Linked DNA regions of Sus scrofa: region 2 is linked to region 1. The links are chromatin contacts, called in public promoter capture Hi-C maps. All regions are on one chromosome and are shown on one strand. The core of a region is the stretch at or near the end of the contact, and the rest is flanking DNA. Distances in the headings are between cores, read along the strand shown. Region 1 holds the start of RPLP2 (ribosomal protein lateral stalk subunit P2). Region 2 holds the start of TOLLIP (toll interacting protein).

The links. Promoter capture Hi-C pulls out the DNA fragments that hold promoters and counts their contacts.
Region 2: a promoter capture Hi-C map of liver shows a contact between it and region 1, with 4 times the contacts expected there. The contact joins the promoter of TOLLIP here to the promoter of RPLP2 in region 1. A contact is called at or near these places in 2 of 5 promoter capture datasets (fetal liver and liver), 1 of 47 Hi-C or Micro-C datasets (embryonic fibroblasts) and 1 of 2 datasets of contacts at active chromatin or transcription factors (alveolar macrophages).

The regions. Positions count from the first base shown.
Region 1 is chr2:505,200-509,805 of Sscrofa11.1, forward strand. RPLP2 (ribosomal protein lateral stalk subunit P2) reads left to right here and starts at 2,692. Exons shown (of 5, transcript NM_001244866.1): 1 at 2,692-2,752; 2 at 2,946-3,069; 3 at 3,724-3,772; 4 at 4,298-4,396; 5 at 4,506-4,606. The coding sequence starts at 2,947. The coding sequence ends at 4,582. PIDD1 (p53-induced death domain-containing protein 1) reads right to left here and starts at 541. Exons shown (of 15, transcript XM_021082570.1): 1 at 1-541.
Region 2 is chr2:861,745-866,350 of Sscrofa11.1, forward strand. TOLLIP (toll interacting protein) reads right to left here and starts at 2,593. Exons shown (of 7, transcript NM_001315800.1): 1 at 2,561-2,593. The coding sequence starts at 2,593.

The DNA.
Region 1 (4,606 bases), core at 1,442-3,941:
CCCGCTCTGCTACGGGCCGTGCGTTTTCCGCGCCGTGTTAAAAAGAGCTGGTGCAACCTCGGAGGAGGGCGGGCCGGGGATATTGGGGGCTGATCGCAGCTGGCGGCCCACACCCATCTCCTGACAGAAGACAGAGCTCTGAGTCTGCCCCCGGCCAGCCCCAACGGTCGCCTCTCAAGCCCTGCAGAGCCCACGTCTCAGCTCTGAAGACACTGCTTTGGGTGGGGGCCCCCACCGAGGGCTTCCTCACGGGCTGCGTCCTTCTGTCCTCTGCATCCCACAAGGGAGGTGAAGGAGGCGCTGAACGATCAGATGCTGCCCGAGGCCACTAGCTGGTGAACACCCAAGCCAAGGACCTCAAACCTGGTCTGACTCTCGCGGGAACCTTCCCCACCAGTGCTTCCTCAACTGGCAAAGCAGGTGCCTGTGGACGAATACATGGACAAACCTGCTTCTGCCTGTGCTGCTCCAAATGACACTGTGCCTCTGCTTTCCTCCCCCACTGCCCAGCCACCACCATCACTCCCATTGGGATGGCAGTTCCCCCACCAGGCCTCCACTCTCCCCAGCTCCCATGCCCCATTGTTTTGCCATAGCTGCCAGAAGAACTTTTTTTTTTTAAATCCAATCACAGGAGTTCCCCTCATGGCTCAGTGGTAATGAACGCGACTAGTAGCCCTGAGGACTCAGGTGCAATCCCTGGCCTCGCTCAGTGGGTTAAAGATCCTGTGTTGCTGTGAGCTCTGGTGTAGGTCTGCAGCTGTAGCTCCGATTCAACCCCTGGTCTCGGAACTTCCATATGTCACAGATTCTGCTCTTAAAAAAAAAATCACAGCCTTAAAAAGGAACGAAATCCTGACACCTGTTACAATGTGGACAAACCTTGAGGGCCTTATGCTAAATAGAATAAACGATACACAAAAGGACAAATACTGTGTGATTCCACTTACATGAAGTCCCTAGGGCAGTCAAATATGTAGAGACCAAAAGTAAAAGGGTGGGTGCCAGGGGCTGGGGAAGGGGAATGAGGAATTATTGTTTAATGGCTATGAAGTTCAGTTTGACAGGAGAAAAAAGTTCTGGAAATGGATGGTGGTGATAACTGCAAAATAATGTGAATGTACCTGGTGCTACCAAATTGTATGATTAAAATACTAAGTTTTGGAGTTCCCGTCGTGGCTCAGTGGAATCGAATCCAACTAGGAACCATGAGGTTGTGGGTTCGATCCCTGGCCTCGCTCATTGGGTTAAGGATGCGGCGTTGCTGTGAACTGCGGTGTAGGTTGCAGACGTGGCTCGATCTGGCATTGCTGCGGCTGTGACATGGGCCAGCAGATGTAGCTCCGGTTCGAACCCTAGCCTGGGAACCTCCATATGCCCCCGAGGTACGGCCCTAAAAAAGCCAAAAAAAACACACACTAATTGTTATGTATTATTTTTCCAAGAAAAAATAAGTAAAAACAATCACGCCACACCACTTCCCTGTGGGATTGCAATATGGTTTCCCCGCTAGATCGTAGCTGGATGACCTTGAGCAAGAAAACCTTTCTGGGAGTGATCTCCTGTCTATATAATGCGGGTACTGTGTGACTCGCAGTAACAACCCGGGTGTGATGCGTTACACTCGAGGGTTCTCCTTGTCAGAGCCTACTCGGACTGGCTGCTGCCTCTGAACCCATCTCCGACCCCTTTAGGGCGTTTGCATCGGACACCTCCCCCCCCCCCCCGCGCGCGCTGTGGCCTGATGCTCGCCCCAGATCTTCGCAGCGTCGACTCTTCTCGTCCTTCAGCCCCCTGTTACCGCCTCTTCCTCAAGTTCTATCTCAGCCTAGGACTGCCTCCTTTACTTAGCGTGTCCGCGAAATTAGAATCTAAATTCCGCGGAAACAAGGCCGCGCCTGCTCCCTCTCAGGACTGACGCCAGCCTGCAGCAAGGTCCCTGACACGGAGGAATGATTGAGTGAAATGTGCTAAGTCCGCGTCGAGGAACTGAGCTCAGTTCCAAGACAACAAGGCTAGGTCAGGGGAGGGGCACGAGGGCGGGGGCACTCCTGGCTCCGCTCCTCCGGGAGGCGGTGGCAGGGCCTCCTAGCTTCGCCTGCGGCCCCCGCCATAACACTGGAGGGAGCAGCGGTTTGGTCCCATCACGGGGCCCTGCCGGACAGCGAGTTCCAGTCTCTGGGGCCGGGAGCCACCGGAAAGCTGGAAGCGGGGCAGGCCAGACGAGCAGCGCAACGCCCGCGCCACGTGCGACCCGCGCAGGCAGCGTCCCACCAGCCCTTCCGGTAGCCGTGCACCACGGGACTAGTAGTTCTCTGGCCACGTCGGCTACCCCCCCCCCCCGAGAGTCCCGGCGTGGAGGCCGCGCTGCATGTTGGGAGATGTAGGCGGCGCGTGGCATTCTGGGAACCCTGAAGGGAGAAATACTGCACTTCGAGCTTGCGCCCTGATTCTCCTCGCTACCTCCAGGGATTTGGGAGACTCCCTCCCCATCATACACATGAGGGCGGCCCGGGAACTGCCCTTGGCCTCTGTGGCGGCGACCGCGGGACAGGATAGGATAATGGCGCCTCCTGCGTCCTCATTGGTTGAGCTCCGAGTGACGTCATTCGAAGGCGCCCTCAAAGGATGAGGCGTGCAGTTCCCGGGGGCTTCTGGGTAGTGGATTACCCCCGCCCCCCGCGCCGGCGTCTTCCTTTCTGTCCCTGACGCCGCCGAGGTCGCACGCGCGAGGCCTTTCTGCCGCCGCCGAGTGAGTTGGGGCGAGCGGACCGGGTGGGGGTCGCGGGCCGGGTTGGGGCTGAGAGCGCCGAGGAGGTCAGGCGGGGCGCGGCGCAATGCTTGGACCGGCCCTCGGCGAGGTCTCCGGCCCGAGTCAGCGTGGCCGCGCGCGGGCCAGGGGCGGGAGGCCTCCGGCTAACGCCGCCACCCTCCTCGCGCTTCAGGATGCGTTACGTCGCTTCCTACCTGCTGGCCGCCCTCGGGGGCAATACTTCTCCTAGCGCCAAGGACATCAAGAAGATCCTGGACAGCGTGGGCATCGAGGCGGACGACGATCGGCTCAACAAGGTAGCGGCCACGCTGGGGCCCGAAGCTCCCAGCCGCCTGTGTGTTCAAACAACCGGGCTTCCTGCTACCCGACTCGCTCTTCTTGGGAAAGTGTAGTTTGACGTGCCCGCGGTTTTTAGGAGGCCTCTGCCAGCCCGTGTGGTTTTGGGGTCCTTTGGGCGAATTTTTACGGCCCGAGAGAAGCAAGGGTTCGGTGAAGTAGCGTCTCGGGTAGCACGGTTCAGTGGGGGTCCGAGGCCAGATGACTGAAGCTCCTGTCCGGCTTTTTTGTTTTGCTTTGTTTTCTAAGTGAAAGTGGCTAAGTCTTTCTTAAGTTTTCTTTGGTTTCACCCAGTTCTTGACACGTAGGGAGCACTAGTTTCGCTGTGTCGTTTCTTTTAGCAGTTGAAGTTACCTTTCTTGCTGTGTGTCGAGAGGACATCTGTATTGGCAAAGGAAGGGACAGACTCGGTCTTTGTAGCTGTGCAGGAGATTCTCTGAATCTCACAGAGCGGGGGCTAGGTCTCTGTGGTCACGGGTCCTGCACGGCAGTAAGCTTGAGGCCGCCAGCGCAGGCTCCCATGTGCAGCATGTGTGTTGCCTGTCGAGCGGGTAGGTGGTGCTGGCGGGGGTGCGACTGTGGGCTCCTGGTAACCTTGGTGTCATCTCCTCTAGGTCATCAGTGAGTTGAACGGGAAGAACATCGAGGACGTCATTGCCCAGGGTGAGGCTGCATCCAGGCTTCGGTTTTCACGGTCCATCCTAATCCCTGCTGGCCAGCCTGGTGCCTGCCAGGTTTCGCTTGTGGACCAGAGCACCCTAGAAGCCTTAACCCAGAGGAGTGAGCAGGGTTTGGTGGCTCATGCCTGGGCGCTTCTAGACACCCTGCAGAGGGGGGCTCGTTCTCACTGGGCCCCTGTAAACAAGCTTCCCCATTCTCCCTGGGTGGGAGGCGTTGGGAGATGGGGGGTGCCGGGGGTGATCACAGGCCCCTGCCTTCTTCCAGGCATGTGGTTTATAGGGACATCAGGCTGGAGCTGGTGGGGAGCTGTTCCTGTTCTGGATACCTGACAGGGCGAAGCCAGCTCAGCAGATGGCCTTGTCCCTGAGCTCAGTGCTGGGGGTGAGCATCTGGACCCTGGAGCAGTGGACCATCTGCCTGGTCATAAAGGTGTCGTCCACCTTAGCTCCAGGGTGGGCACTGTGGACCTGCTGCCCCGCTCTCACTTGCCCTTTCTGGTTTCCGTAGGCATTGGCAAGCTGGCCAGCGTACCTTCTGGCGGGGCTGTGGCTGTCGCCGCTGCCCCAGGGTCTGCAGCTCCTGCTGCAGGTTCTGCCCCAGCTGCAGGTAAGTGGAGGCTCAGGCAGCTGAGGCTGCACGTGAGCCAGGGTCTCTGGTGGGGGTGTGGCCTGCACCACAGGGAGGGCCTCACTCCCTGGGCTCTTCGTCCCCACAGCAGAGGAGAAGAAAGAAGAGAAGAAGGAGGAGTCGGAGGAGTCAGACGACGACATGGGCTTCGGCTTGTTTGACTAGAGTCCTGCTCCCTGCAAATAAAAA
Region 2 (4,606 bases), core at 1,343-3,842, 360 kb after region 1:
TGATGGCACAGACTCAGCAACAATTATCCGCACATCACGGGCCACGGGGCTCAGCCCGGCGCCTCACGTGGCAGACGTGACAGAGGAGGAGCCCGCGGATCAACCGGCCTCTCCCAGCGCGGGACCGGCCGGCCTGACTCAGTGGGACCCACCACGCGTCTCAGCGTCAGAGCGGCCCTGGCCCCCTCCCCTGGGGCACAGGCAGCAGGGGGTCTGAAGCGCAGTCTGCAGACCCCCCCCCCCACCGAAGGCAGTGGCCCCTCTCGGGTACTCCCGGCCGACAGGCTGCGGAGCAGACAGAATGGCCAGCAGGGCTCGCAGCGGCCCAGGGGCCCAGGGTTGGGCCCCTGCAGTGGCCTTTCGGGGAAACACCCCCCGAAGACATGACCTCCATCCCCGTCTCCTGGAATTGCAGCACGTTCCCAGCCCTCCAGCTCCCCAGTTCCAGGGCAAGCGGGAGCTCCCCAGACCCGCTGGACCCGTCCACACGCCCAGGGACTCTGCCCGTCCCTCCCTCCCCACGAGTGCTCCCGCAGACACGAGTCCAGGCCCTGGGGGCCCCAGCAGGGTGGCCCTGGGCCGTGGCCGAACCCCGCCGCCCTCTGGCAGAGGGTGGCGTTCTGGAGGGCTGCCCAGCCGGGGCTCAGGATGGGCACCGTCCGCCCAACGCCCCCTTCGCCAGCGCCAGCTGGATTCCCAGCTCTGCCCGCAAGCCACACAGGCAGCAGCGGGGAGGGCCCAGTCACCGTCCAGCCGTGCTCCTGGCAAAGGAAGAGGCCTCCGCCAGCCTCCAGCGACCGCAGAAGGAAGAAGCCTACCACGTTAGTAACTGCCGGAAGGTCTTTAACCCAGAGCGGCCGGCCGGACAGACGAGGGGGCGCGTGCCAGCAAAAACGTTTCAGAAAACCAGCAGAAGTACACTGTAGCAACCAGATCAGCCCCAAGGCTGCCGCACCTGCCAGCCTGCTCGGGCACAGGCGCCACCCCTGCGGACCCTTCCGGGCCTTGCAGAAGCCCTCACCCCCACCCCCGTCTAGCTCTGACGCTCCTCCTCCGGTCACCCCACAGCCCCTGCTCCTTTCTCAAGTTTGAGGTCGCAGGTCACTTCCTCCAAGACCCTCGCCCAGGGAGGCCCCTGTTCACCTCCAGGCCTCGCCGTGTGGCTCCTGTGAGACGCCGGTGGTGGGCATCACTGCCCCGTGTGCTGGGAGAGGCCCAGGGACTCCAGGGCACTCAGGACCCGGGAGCCCTGGCAGCTCGGGGACCTGGCCTCACCGCGTGAGCGCAGGCCGCGGAGGGCACGACACACGGACAGAAAGACCGCGAGCGCACTGCGAGAGACCAGCCAGGAAGCACCACGCTGGCTGGTCAGACGGCTCAGGAGCGCAGGCCCACATCCCAGCACCCGCAGCTCCGTCCTCACCCACCACGGGGCCTGCCACCAGCCCCTCGCCTCCATGTGAGGTTCCAGAGGCACCACGTTCACAGGAAGCTGAGGACAGGCGACAGGCCAGGAAGGGGGCCGGGCGGCCTGACCATTATGTGTTATGTCACTGCTCCCGGGGGGGAGGGGGGACCGCTAATTTTGTCCCTTTGCTTCTCTGGTGAGCCACTTGCCTAGAAATGAGAAACCGTGGACACGCAACCTGCTGTAGCTCCCTGTGTGCGGTGAGGACGGGGACGTGGAAACATCGGAAATCAAGCTCCAGAAGCCTCTCTACTGACCCTGGGGCGTTTCCACACCCGAGTCTGCTAGGAAGTGCCGTCAGGCTCCCGCCAACCACTGGGAAAGAGCAGCTGTGCCCAGGGGCTTCTGGCAAAACCTTCCCGCTCCTGGGCAAACTCAGGAGAGCCTTCTGGGGAACTCGTTCCTGTCCCGCCAGGAGCAGCACAGACAAGACCTGCCAAGCCCGGTTCAAGGGTGAGGAGCTGGGCGGCCGTGGACGCAGCCTCCGCCGTGGCCTTGCCAGGCGAAGGCACCAGCGTCAGGTCGGAGAGACGGAGGCGCCGGCCCGCTGCACGCGTGAAGCCGCTGTGATAAAAACCTCAGGACCCACGAGCACCACCCGGTCTCAACACCGCCAGGACCCGCTCCCCCGCAGTGGCAGTCAGCTGCGCCAGGACACAGAAGAGAAGGAGGGCGGCCCGGGAGCAGAGGGCACTCCCAGCTCCCAACCCCTCGGGTGTCACTGGAGAAAACGAGGGCTTGAGAAGCGGGGACACGGCCGGGCCTGGGAGTCTCGGCCTCCAGGGTGCTCGTCCACAGAGAGACACTCCGGGCACGGGATGCCTCCTCCGTCCGGGGAACCCACCGGATTCGGGGCCAGCTCCCTTCTGCGGACCCTCCGGGTGCCAGGCCTCCTCCCTCGGGGACCCACTGGGCGCCGGGACTCGCCAGATGCGGGGCCTCCCCCACCGGGAACCCGCCGGGTGCCAGGCCTCCCCGCTCAGGGACCCGCCAAGTGCGGGGACCCCCCCCCCCACCGCTCGCCCCGAGCCCGGCGTCGGGCCCTCGCCTGTGCCCGGAGGCCGCGGAGCCCGCCTCCCAGCCGAAGCCTACCGGGCCGCGCTGCGTGCTGACGGTGGTCGCCATGGTGTGGCCGGCCCCGCGCCTCGCCTCCCGAGAGCTGACGCGCGGGCGACCCTCCGCGCAGAGCCGCGATCCGACGGTGGTCCCGCGACGCCGCCGCCGCCGCCACAGTCAGCTGACGGCCGGCCCCGCCCCCGCACTGCCCACTGCGCAGGCGCGGGCCGCCCCGCCCCTTCCGGCGCCGCGCTCCCGCGCGCGCGCTCTCCCGCCGGGCGCCTGCGCAGTCGCTCCCCCCGCGCCGCAGCCCCGCGAAATGGCTCCCGAGCCGGCCGTGTGCGCATGCTCGCGGGCCGCCGCGCGCCGGGCGGGGTGGAGCCGCGGGCGGGGCGCGGACGGCGGGCGCGGCGCAGAGAGGCTCGGGTCCGTCGGCGGCGCCGCGCGTGGTGGACGCGCCTCCCGCCACCGCCTGTTGCCCGTGCCGCAGCGGGACCTACCAGGAGGCTTCGGGAGGAGGGCTGTCCGTGCGGTCCCCACGGGGCTTTGCTGTTGTCCCTCCGAGAAGGACGTGGAGGGGTCGGCTTCGGCCAGGCCTGCTGCTCTGCGGTGGACATAAGCATTTTCTCAGGCACCGACGTCACACAGGGCCACGGACCACTCCCGTCACGTGTGGACACGGAAGAAACATGCGCACTCTCAGCCAGCCTCCCCACCGGAGCTGGTTCACGGCCGCCACGTCCCACTTAGAGCTTTAACCTCCCTGCAGTCGGCTCTCCTAGATAGGAGTTTTTAAGAAGCTTCTAAACAGCATCCAATCCACAGCACAGCCCTGCAGAATCACCTAGGAAAGGCCAAACCCTACGAGGTGTCCTTTCTGATGCCCTCCTAGTTCCCCGTGCATCCCCACGGAGTGCTCGGCTGCAACAAACCCATCTTGTCGAATTACATGTGTGTTCCCGCCTGTCTGACTGGAGAGCCCTGACACCTCCAGGCTAGAAGTGTCCTTTTCCTTCGTGCATACTTTCCAGGGCCTTCAGGAGTAGCCAGCCCCCTGCGTAATCTGTAATCTCTCCCCCCATTTACTGTAACAACTAAGCATCTCCCTCCTGGACCACCTATCTCTTTGCCCACCACGCACCACATATCCACACCGCCACCACTGCTGATAACTGGAGGGACTGGGGTGCCCTGCATGGCACAGAATCCCAGGGCTGGGTTTCCCCACACGCATCAAGTGTATGGGCAGCCCAATTCTGCAATCCCATGTCGAGTCTGTTTTCTGGGGCCCTTGCCTCTGATGGCAATTGCTCTCTCCGTCAGGGGCCCAACAAGGAGCAGAGGGCAGGCGCAGAAAGATCGTTGGAGGGCTTTTCGTGAGTGAAGGGCAGACTTAAGTGAATAAGCAAGCCTTGGTGATGCACGGAGGGGCTCTTAGCCTCAGGAAGCTGACACCCCTCCTGATCTTGACAGGGCAGCGGGAGGGAGCGGGAATCAGAGAAAGAGATTTCCTTGGCAGAGGAACGAGGCCACTGCCAAACCACAGGCCTGTCTGTGTCGAGAGGGGCCTGGGGGAACAGGCCCTCTGACGCGCTCTCTTCCCAGCTCTGGTCTGTGCAGACGCTCCCGGTGACCTAACCTGGCAGTGCAGTCTGCAGACAAGTGCTGCCCGGGGCACAGAGGAAGGCAGGGGAAGCTGGCGAGCCTCTGGGAGACACATGGAAACTCTTGTGCACATGCCTCTAGAGACCAGCGATACCAGCGGAGACGGTCTTGTAACACACCATTGAAGAGAGCAACAAAAGAAAAGATGTAAACATATAACTTTTTTAAAAAGTGTTATGAAAAAATGTAAAATGTCATTGAAAGGCAGTAAAGAAGACCTGAATAAACCGAGAACCGTGTACCGCATTCACGGGTAGGAAGGCCGCGTCTCTGAAATCCGTCAGTTCTACTCCAAATTGCCCTACGAAAGAAACGCTCGCTAAAATCAGGGCTTTTCAAGATACTTAACAAGCCGATTCCAGAATTTACATGGAAGAACACAGGCTGACTCACAGCCAGAACATTCTCGAAGGAAAC